3 separate regions of the Mus musculus genome follow, and all the other regions are linked to region 1. A link is a contact called in public promoter capture Hi-C data. All regions are on one chromosome and are shown on one strand. The core of a region is the stretch at or near the end of the contact, and the rest is flanking DNA. Distances in the headings are between cores, read along the strand shown. Region 1 holds the start of Pafah1b3 (platelet-activating factor acetylhydrolase, isoform 1b, subunit 3). Region 2 holds the start of Zfp94 (zinc finger protein 94). Region 3 holds the start of Plaur (plasminogen activator, urokinase receptor).

Region 1 (3,062 bases), core at 219-2,718:
TAGAAAAAGTTGAGGAAGCCCTGTTCACCATGGTAGAGGCTGGAGGATGGTGAGTTTAAAGTCATCTCATACATGAGACCGTACCTCCAAACAAGCACACAGGAAAGAAGTTCTGTTCTAGAGAAACACAAAGCCTCAGAGTCCCGGGCCTTTCTCAGTCATGTCTGAGTCTCTCTCTCCAACACATGGATGGAGATAGCCAGGATCTGACCATTAATGTAACTAATATCATTCTGCAAGCACTGCACTTGTTTAGTAATAACTTCATGCCAGGTCCAGATTAGGGAAAGAGATTGAGACAGAATGTGAACACAATAAATAAAACTCTTCACTACTTTAGTATCAAGCCAACAAGAAGGAATGGATAGGTTTGAAAGTTCAGTCGCTAGGTGGGGCTGCCAGAAAACAACTAGGCCATTTAGGGGTGAGGGAGACCCTGGGCATCTGAGAAAACACTGCGATTTGGGGTTTAGTTTGAGCCAGGGAAAGAAAGAAGATGATAGAAAGTGGCCTTGGCTACAGACATGGGATTTGGAGTCCAGAGCCACCCACCTGAAGTTGATGATGGAACTTTGTATCTAGAGAGAGGAACAGAGGCCTAGGAGGTGCAAGGTGATCTGCAGGACGGATGCCAAGTTGGACCTGGGCTGGGCCTTGCAGCCATCTCCAATTTCTGATCTTTCTGCACCTCTTTCACATAGATCTGATGGTGCCTCTGAGGCATGAAGATATGCATTTGAGATTTTATACCACTAAAAAACTAATGTTGAAGCTGGGTCTAGTGGCACATACCTATAATACCACCACTCTACAGGCCAGCTTGGTCTACAAAGCAAGTCCAGGACAGCCAGGGAGGGCTCTGTCATACAGAAAAACCCTACCTTAAAAACCCTACCTTAAAAAAGACACACACACACACACACACACACACACACACACACGTATATACATATACATAACAAATAAATAATAAATAACAATAACAAAGCCTTAGTGTTGGGCTTGGCCTGGTGGCACACAGCTTTAATCTTAGCACTCAGGAGTCAGAGGTAGGTAGATCTCTGTGAATTCAAGGCCTGCCTGCTGTTTATAGCAAGTTCCATGAGAGCTAAAGTTACAGAGTGAAATCTCATCTCAAAAGAAAACAGAAAGTTTTAAATAGGGAAGTCCCCTCAAAGCCACTCTGGTGCTGCCTCCACCAGCTTCACTTCTTTTTGTTTTTGTTTTCAAGACGGGAGTTTCTCTGTGTAGCCTTGGCTGTCCTAGAACTCTGTTGACCAGCCTGTCCTCGAACTAGTACATCCACCTGTCTCTGGCTCCCTCCAGTGCTGGGATTAAAGGCGTGTGCCACCACCGCCCAGTTTGGCTAGCTTCCTTTCAAATCCCTACACCAGTAAGAAATGGGAGCGTCCCTTCCCAGGTGTCTAAGAGCCACCCCCTCCGCGGATCTAGGAATGAGCTCGTCCACTCCCTCTCCTATGTGAATGGGTTACACACACACACACACACCCCCGTAGGTGGTCTCTTCCGGAGTTTTCTGGCCCTGCAGCAAATGATTTCCTCCTCGGACGGAGGGCGCTAGATTGTCCCTGGTCCCTGTCGGCTTTACAGGTACCCTGCCCCTTTCCGTCCACTCTGGGTTGTGTCTCTCTTGTCTGCGCCCCCTCTTCCCCTGCCACGAGTGCCGCTTGGTCTCGCCTGCCCCTCCCCCCTGCGTTGGGCCCCCGTGGCCGCAAGGGGTCCCGGCGGGAAGCGGCAGACGAGCCCACTTTGCGGCCTCCATCGGGGGAGGGGAGCGAGGATTCCTTCCTACGTGACGGTTTCTAGTCTGCGAAAGGAGGCGGCGTCTGGGCTCGGCCTTCGCCCTACGCGCGAGCGAGCGCGGCAGGACGGTCCATTGTGTTGGCCCGAGAGGTAGGGGTGGGCGTGGCGGATCCACGTCCTCGCGGAGCTTTCCCGGGCGGACTCCACTCTCATCCCCAGGGGGCTGCGGTGCTGAGGATGAGTGGGGAAGGGGAGAACCCGGCCAGCAAGCCCACGCCTGTGCAAGACGTGCAGGGTGACGGGCGCTGGATGTCTCTGGTGAGTGACCGCGCGTGGTCCCCAGGGTTAGGGGCTTGGGGGGCGTGTATGTCTATAGAACTGCTTCGTGACATCCTCCTCCTCACCTAGGTGGGCAGCCTGGTTTGGGTTGTTTGGGGTTGTTCCGCCTGAGGCAGCGGGGTGGGGCGGGGCCTGGAGCGTGCGTGCCTTTGACTCTTTCTGGCTTTCTCTGCAGCACCATCGGTTTGTAGCGGACAGCAAAGACAAGGAACCCGAAGTAGTCTTTATCGGGGACTCCTTGGTTCAGCTAATGCACCAATGTGAGGTGAGGGTCCACCCGTTTCCTCCTTCCTCATCCAGGCATGCACCCTCACTGGCACTTCAAGCCCAGAACCTGATAAGACAAGATAAGGGGTACAGAAATGCCCGTGGTAGCAGGAATCTAAGAACCCCATGTACATGTCTGCTGAGAATGAAGTGTGTGCCCTGAGTTTGTCGGGTTGGGTTTGTCTCTGTCGAGTTAAATTGAGGCGTTCCTTCAAGATTGTGTCAGGTGAGGGCTTTTCATTGTTTGTTTAAGGTGGGGCACAGCCCCTGTTGGGTTTACTCGAAGTTGTAATAGCTTTACAGAAAGTGAAGGTTGATTGTAATGGTATTCTGCAAAGACTTTATCAGTAATAAAGTCCCTAAGACGTTTAGCTACAATGGCTTTCCCCCCCACCCCACAATGAGGTTCAGTTGTATTGCCATTAGCTCTGTGTATACTTAAAGCAGACAGGATCTTCATAAAATGAACGTAACTTCTGTGAATTTTGGTTAAAGTGAAGCAGTAATAAGTTCCATGATTCCGGATTTGGTCAAGCTGAGATTTAACCGGACCTTGTCCATAAAGTAAGGCTAATCCATAATGATATGTCCATAATGGCCTGGACAGAGGGTGGTGGCTAGTGTCTACGTCATTTCTTGACCCCAGATCTGGCGGGAGCTCTTCTCACCTCTGCATGCACTTAACTTTGGCA
Region 2 (3,062 bases), core at 412-2,911, 980 kb after region 1:
AACCCTGTAACACTAGATAAGAGAGGAAAAAGGAGAGGAAAGTGATCCCTAAATAAGGTGGGGGGGGTCAGAAAGGGGGTGATGTTATTGATAGACTACTTCCTGCTGATTAAGGGCATCACATTTCTTGGGGGCAACTTTGATCTCTGCCATTCGTCTTGCTGTTTCTTCTTTGCACAGGACCACTTAACAAACTTTGACCAACAGCAGTCAAAGACCAACAGCTAACAAACTGCCAACAACCCCACTGAACAGCCACCAAAAGCCAACCTACACCCACCCCTCTCTGAAAAGTCCCCCGAATTCTAAACATCACACACGCACAGAAACCACCTGCAGCTGGCAAAATCACGCCTCTGCTAGAGCAGGAGGCAAATCCCAGCTGCTGTGGACCGTCTGAAGCAGCCTCATATTCCTCACCTGGGGCTAAAATCAAAACATTCCTATAGTATTTCTGTTTTTCAAAGAAACCAAAACTCCAAAATTGTCACAACAATCATATCATGTAAAAACTAGTCTTTTTCCTTGCTACTATGTATACCTGTTACAGCATCTCCGCTGTGCCACACACATACGCCGAGATTTTGTTTGGATGAAAAAAACTTTTGCTAGTGGTCCTTTGGGATAATTAAAAACAAACAAACAAACAAACAAACAAACAGACAGACAGACAGACAGACAGACAGACAGGGCTGAGAGATGGTTCAGCAGTTAAGAGCACTGACTGCCAGAGGTCCTGAGTTCAATTCCCAGCAACCACATGGTGGCTCACAACCATCTGTAATGGGATCGGATGCCCTCTTCTAGTGTGTGTCTGAAGCTAGCTTTTTTTTTAATTGTACTTTATTTGTACTCACATAAATAAAAAAAGAAATAAATCTCTGAAAAATAAACAAAACAAAACAAAACAAACAAACAAACAAACAAAAAAAACCAAGCAAACCAAAACTTGTTTCTCCTGTGGATTGATCTAGATTGATGTGGAAGATAGAAGGAAGTGGGGAGAAAACTGGAGGGGCAGGGAGGAGAGTATGAATTATCAATGTACCTGTGGTTACATTGAAGAAGCAGCCTAGCAGGAGGTTAAGTGGATTGTGTGGCTGTGATGTGTAGAGAGAATTTTGGTTTCTTTGAGAAACACAGAAGTATATATTATATACTCAGGTATATAAGGACAACGGTAGGGCCAAATTACCGCCTATGAGGTAAGGACTCTTAATTTTCCAGGGTGAAAAATTTTCCACGTGGGACGTGTCAAGTTCAGAGGCAGCATGGTGTCATGGCACACACGTTAGCCCAGCATTTGAGAGTGTGCAAGACTGAGGCAGGAGGACCATCGTAAATTCAGTATGGATTGTACAGTGCGCACCAGTGTCTCGCAGATTAAATAAAAAGTTCCGCAGAGGGCTAGGGAAGTACCTGCGTGGCGCACACACACACACTCCAGAGAGGCTATATACTAGGAGAAACGAGTGTAAGATCCGCCTCTCCGCATTCACTACCGGAAATGTAGTTCAACTGTTCCACAAACACGCAGGCACCCGGGAGAGCTGACGCGGAGATTTCTGGGAAGTGTCGTCCAGGGTCTCTGCGCATTGCGCGTGCGTCTGTGAAGGCCGGCGGACGCCGAGCATTCTGGGAAGCGTAGTTCAAATTCTCGGAGCATTGCGCGTGCTTCTGTTGTGCGGGCTGATGCGAAGCATTCTGGGAAGTGTTTCCCAGGTGGTTTCTGTTAGCATCCGCTCCCCTTGTCCTCCCTTGAGTCTCCTCTCTCCCACACCTTCCTCGACTGATGCCTGGATCTGGAGGTTTGCAGGGTTGGCGGCGGGCGGCCGTAGGGGAGTCGGCTCCAGGCTGGCGAAAGGGAAGCGCAGGGCGCCCAATGAGCCTCCCTCCATCCCACAGATATCATCGCACTGATAGGGTCTCAGCGCGTGGCTCAGTCAGCCTCCTGCCTCAGCATCCGGTGTGTTGCGATGACAGGTGTGAGCCCTCACACCTTCCTTCACTGCTGTCTGGAATTGGGGTGCGAGGGCCATGTTGATAGTGTTGTTTGAGGCATTGATGTAGCTAGTGTCACCCTGCCCTGAAGGTTCTAGGACTCACACCTACACTGCAGAGAATCGGGATGGGTGGAGATTTGTCGAGAGCCTGTCATGTAGAAGGATAAACGGACACGTCTATGGCTTTCCACGATGTCAGATTTTGCTGAACGACAAGAAAGTCATAAGCTGTGTCAGTTTCGTTGGCTGCAATTTGCCAAGGAATCTCGATTTCTCCTGGTGGTTGGCCATTAATCACAGGTTCTTTTATTCCAAGCTTAACATAGCTAATGATAAATTTCAGACCACGAGTCACCTGGCACACAGTTATACACACTCGTGAGTTTATTATCACAGGATGGATCATTGGAACTGGACTTGGCTCCTGGCATGTGACCAGGCTACTGAGCAGTGTGCCTGCCACATACCGGTCCCTTGGTGAAGAAGTAACGTGATATGGTTGGTGCGCTTATGTTTTATGTTACCAGGCTGGCTTTGAACTCACAGAGATCTACCTGAGTGCTGGGACTAAAGGCTAGTCGATATCTTTTAATAGCACAATTGAGTCGCCTGGCTATGACTGTGTAAACAAGACATGGATTTCTTCTTGGCACTTTTATCCAAGATAGAGTAACTCAGATCAAGACTGTTGCCGCATAAAATTCAAAACTAGTCATAGCCTGAAAGCTGATGGTCCAAACAACACAGCTCCCTGCTCAGCATGCTCCCAAGATGGTTTGATCAGCCGGGCAGTGGTGGCACACACCTGTAATCCCAGCACTTGGGAGGCAGAGGCAGATGGATTTCTGAGTTCGAGGCCAGCCTGGTCTACAGAGTGAGTTCCAGGACAGCCAGGGCTGCACAGAGAAACCCTGTCTTGAAAAACAAAACAAAACAAAAAGCCAAAAAAACCCAAAAAACAAAAAAGGAAAAAAAAGATGGTTTGATCAAGTGTAGCCCCTTACCTCTAACCCTACCCCCATTACAGATTCAGGGGAGGAAGGAGGAAGTGGTGGTCTG
Region 3 (3,062 bases), core at 349-2,848, 840 kb after region 1:
CTGGCCTTAAAGTCAGAAATCCACCTGCCTTGGAATTAAGGCTATTTTCCCATCACACTCTACTCTGTTCTTGGTAGACTAGCCCTGCCGGGGCTTAACAGCACACAGCCCAGCTGTTCTCACCCTCAGGAGGGGTCATATATCCGATATTCTGCCCATCAGATATTTACATGAAGATTTCTAACAGTTGCAAAATTACAGTTATGAAGTAGCAACAAAAATAATTTTATGGTCGGAGGTCACCAAACTGTGAGGAGTTGTATTAAAGGATCATAGCATTCGGAAGGTTGAGAACCACTTTCAAAGACCCACCTCAGCCCCCAAACGTTTGTCCCACCCCAGGACCGAAGTCCCTCCTGCAGGTCTTCACCTAGGCCACGTCTCGCCAATGTTATAGCCCCCCGCCTCAGACTGCCCAGTTTTTTTTTTCGTTTTTTTTTTAAAGATTTATTTATTATTATGTGTAAGTACACTGTAGCTGTCTTCAGATGCACCAGAAGAGGGCGTCAGATCTCATTATAGATGGTTGTGACCCACCATGTGGTTGCTGGGATTTGAACTAAGGACCTTCGGAAAAGCAGTCCGTGCTCTTAACCACTGAGCCATCTCTCCAGCCCCCGACTGCCCAGTTTCTAATCAGAACTTTTGCACCAGCCTAGCCTTAGTCTGGCCCCCATTTCCCAGACAAGTTCCAGGAACAGAAAGGCTAAGTAACTGTCCTGAACCACACAGCCAGTTTTGACCCCAGGTGGCAGCCCCACTCCAGGGTCCCCTCCTCCCGGGGTTGGATTTCACAGTAAGAACTGTCCTGTCTGAGCCCCGAGATCCGGTCTGCAATTTAGAGCCGGTCCCTTTGTGCCAGATATCCTTTCTTCAACAAGAGCCCCTCCCCTTTGCACCCCCACCCCTCCCCCCTCTAGCTCCCAGACCACCCAGGCCCCGCCAGAGATCTTTTCCCACCCCATTAATCATCTCCGGTCTCCCGCGGACTAGAGAGGGCTTTCCGAGTTATTCACCGTGCCAAACCCTGACTCAATTCCTTCCCCATTTCCCTCTACTTTCTCAACACCATTTCCCCCGCATTTCCTGGAGGAAGAAGGCTGAGGACATAACATAGTAAAAGACAAGTGTATTCGAGGGACAGGCCCTGGGCTCCCGCTGAACTCTGTGGACCTTTGAGATGTAGACCCCTGAGCCCCTGTCTTGTCCCAAAGTGGGATCCCCACACAGACCAAAACACTGTGGGGAGTGGCTGTGAGGTCACATGTCCAGTTATCATTCAACCCCTAGCTGTGAGGCTTTGGACCAGCTTCTTAACCTCTCTGTTCCTCCGCGTCCTCCAGTGTGCCAGGCACTGTGCACCAGGGATCAGCGTTTACTAAATGAATGCCTGCGGGAGTCTGACTGTGCCACGTGGAGCCTGAGAACACACCCGGAGAATAGCTGGATAGAAGGGTGGAGCGCTGGGCCATCCTCCTCTAGCTCACGCCCGGTGCCACCACGCAGCTCTTACCTGGGACACAGGTAGTCGCCAGCAACAGCAGCAGCAGCAGCCGCCTTGGGAGTCCCATGGGTTCTTCCTTCACCTCTGCTCTAGACTGACCGAGGGGAAGAAGACAGTTTTGTGACCCTAGGGCTCCTCCCACTGTTTGCTAAAGAGTGAGTCAGCTCCAGGGGTTGCCTCGCCTCCCCCCGCCCCGCCCCCGCCCCCCCCCCCCAGCCCTTCCTCTTCCATAGTTCAAGAAACTCTGCCCCTTCCATACATAGTAAGATGCAGTCTCAAAAAAGGAGGGAGGGAAAGAGGGAGGGAGGAACGGAGGGAGAGAGGGAGGGAGAAGGAGGGATGAGGGAGAGAGAGAGAGAGAGAGAGAGAGAGAGAGACTATGATGGAGAAAGGAAGACAACCAAATAGCAAGGGTTAGAATCCTCTCTAGCCTTGGCTATTTCTTACCAATCAGAGTTTATGTTTTCAAAGTTTGTTTTATTTGAGTTTCTCCAGAGAGAGTCTTGCTATGAAGACCAGCCTTGAACTCAGGAACCTCCTGCCTCAGTCTCCCCCGAGTCTGGATCATGGGCACGCTACCATCCTTGGCCGAGGCGGTACAATTCCATGTAGGGAAATCATGTGGAACACTAACTTGCCAAACTAGAGGGCAAAATTCCTTCAGCTCCTGACCAAGGACCTCCTGGGTACTGGGCACTGTTCCAGGAACTGGAACACAGCAGGAAACACAAGGACGCCACCCTCTGCCATTACGATGGGGAGGATACATTAGTTATCTAATCTCTCCCATCAGTCGGAAACCAGGGGAAAAACAAGTTGAAAGAGGAACAAACTGTAGGGAGAGAGGTAAATGGCTTAATTGCTTTGGGAGGGTGATGCGGAGGGCAGCCAGGAAAGGTGTGCAAGAAGTCTAGTGGATTCCTACAGAAAGCCTTTGAGGGAGAGGAAAGAGTCATCGCAAAAGCCCTGAGGGCAAAGAATCACTCAGAGCGGCTCAGTGTGGCTGATGAGTGGGAACCAGAGAGAGCAGAGAGCAATGAGTAGCACCCGTACAGTAGTGATGTCACTGCTGTGAGTACCGAGTCACTGAAGCCTGAGCTGGGAAACACGGAACCCAAGGTCTCCTGCAGGATTGACAAGGAGTCTACCACTGAGCCACGCCCCCAGCCCCTCACTGGGGGAGGCTAGGCAGAGGCTCTACCACTGTGCCACGCCCCCAGCCCCTCCCTGGGGGATTCTAGGCAGGGGCTCTACCACTGAGCCACGCCCCCAGCCCCTCACTGGGGGATTCTAGGCAGGGGCTCTACCACTGAGCCATGCCCCCAGCCCCTCATTGGGGGATTCTAGGCAGGGGCTCTACCACTGAGCCACGCCTCCAGCCCCTCACTGGGGGAGGCTAGGCAGAGGCTCTACCACTGAGCCACACCCCAACCCCTCACTGGGGGAGGCTAGGCAGGGGCTCCACCACTGAGCCACACACCCAGCTTGGCTTGATTTAATGTCAAGATAAGGTAAAAGGTGAAAAATAAAAATAAAAATGCCCAAATAAAGTTTTCCT

The links. Promoter capture Hi-C pulls out the DNA fragments that hold promoters and counts their contacts.
Region 2: a promoter capture Hi-C map of pre-B cells shows a contact between it and region 1. The contact joins the promoter of Zfp94 here to the promoter of Pafah1b3 in region 1. A contact is called at or near these places in 2 of 39 promoter capture datasets (cranial neural crest and pre-B cells).
Region 3: a contact with region 1 is called in a promoter capture Hi-C map of pre-B cells. The contact joins the promoter of Plaur here to the promoter of Pafah1b3 in region 1. A contact is called at or near these places in 4 of 39 promoter capture datasets (cranial neural crest, embryonic stem cells, frontonasal cranial neural crest and 1 more) and 1 of 115 datasets of contacts at active chromatin or transcription factors (pancreatic cancer cells).

The regions. Positions count from the first base shown.
Region 1 is chr7:25,296,392-25,299,453 of GRCm38.p6, reverse strand. It overlaps Pafah1b3 (platelet-activating factor acetylhydrolase, isoform 1b, subunit 3), which reads left to right and starts at 1,468. Exons shown (of 5, transcript NM_001357350.1): 1 at 1,468-2,082; 2 at 2,279-2,368; 3 at 3,017-3,062. The coding sequence starts at 2,002.
Region 2 is chr7:24,315,265-24,318,326 of GRCm38.p6, reverse strand. Zfp94 (zinc finger protein 94) reads left to right here and starts at 1,661. Exons shown (of 6, transcript NM_001199321.1): 1 at 1,661-1,808. It also overlaps the pseudogene Gm44513.
Region 3 is chr7:24,461,019-24,464,080 of GRCm38.p6, reverse strand. Plaur (plasminogen activator, urokinase receptor) reads right to left here and starts at 1,598. Exons shown (of 7, transcript NM_011113.4): 1 at 1,514-1,598. The coding sequence starts at 1,571.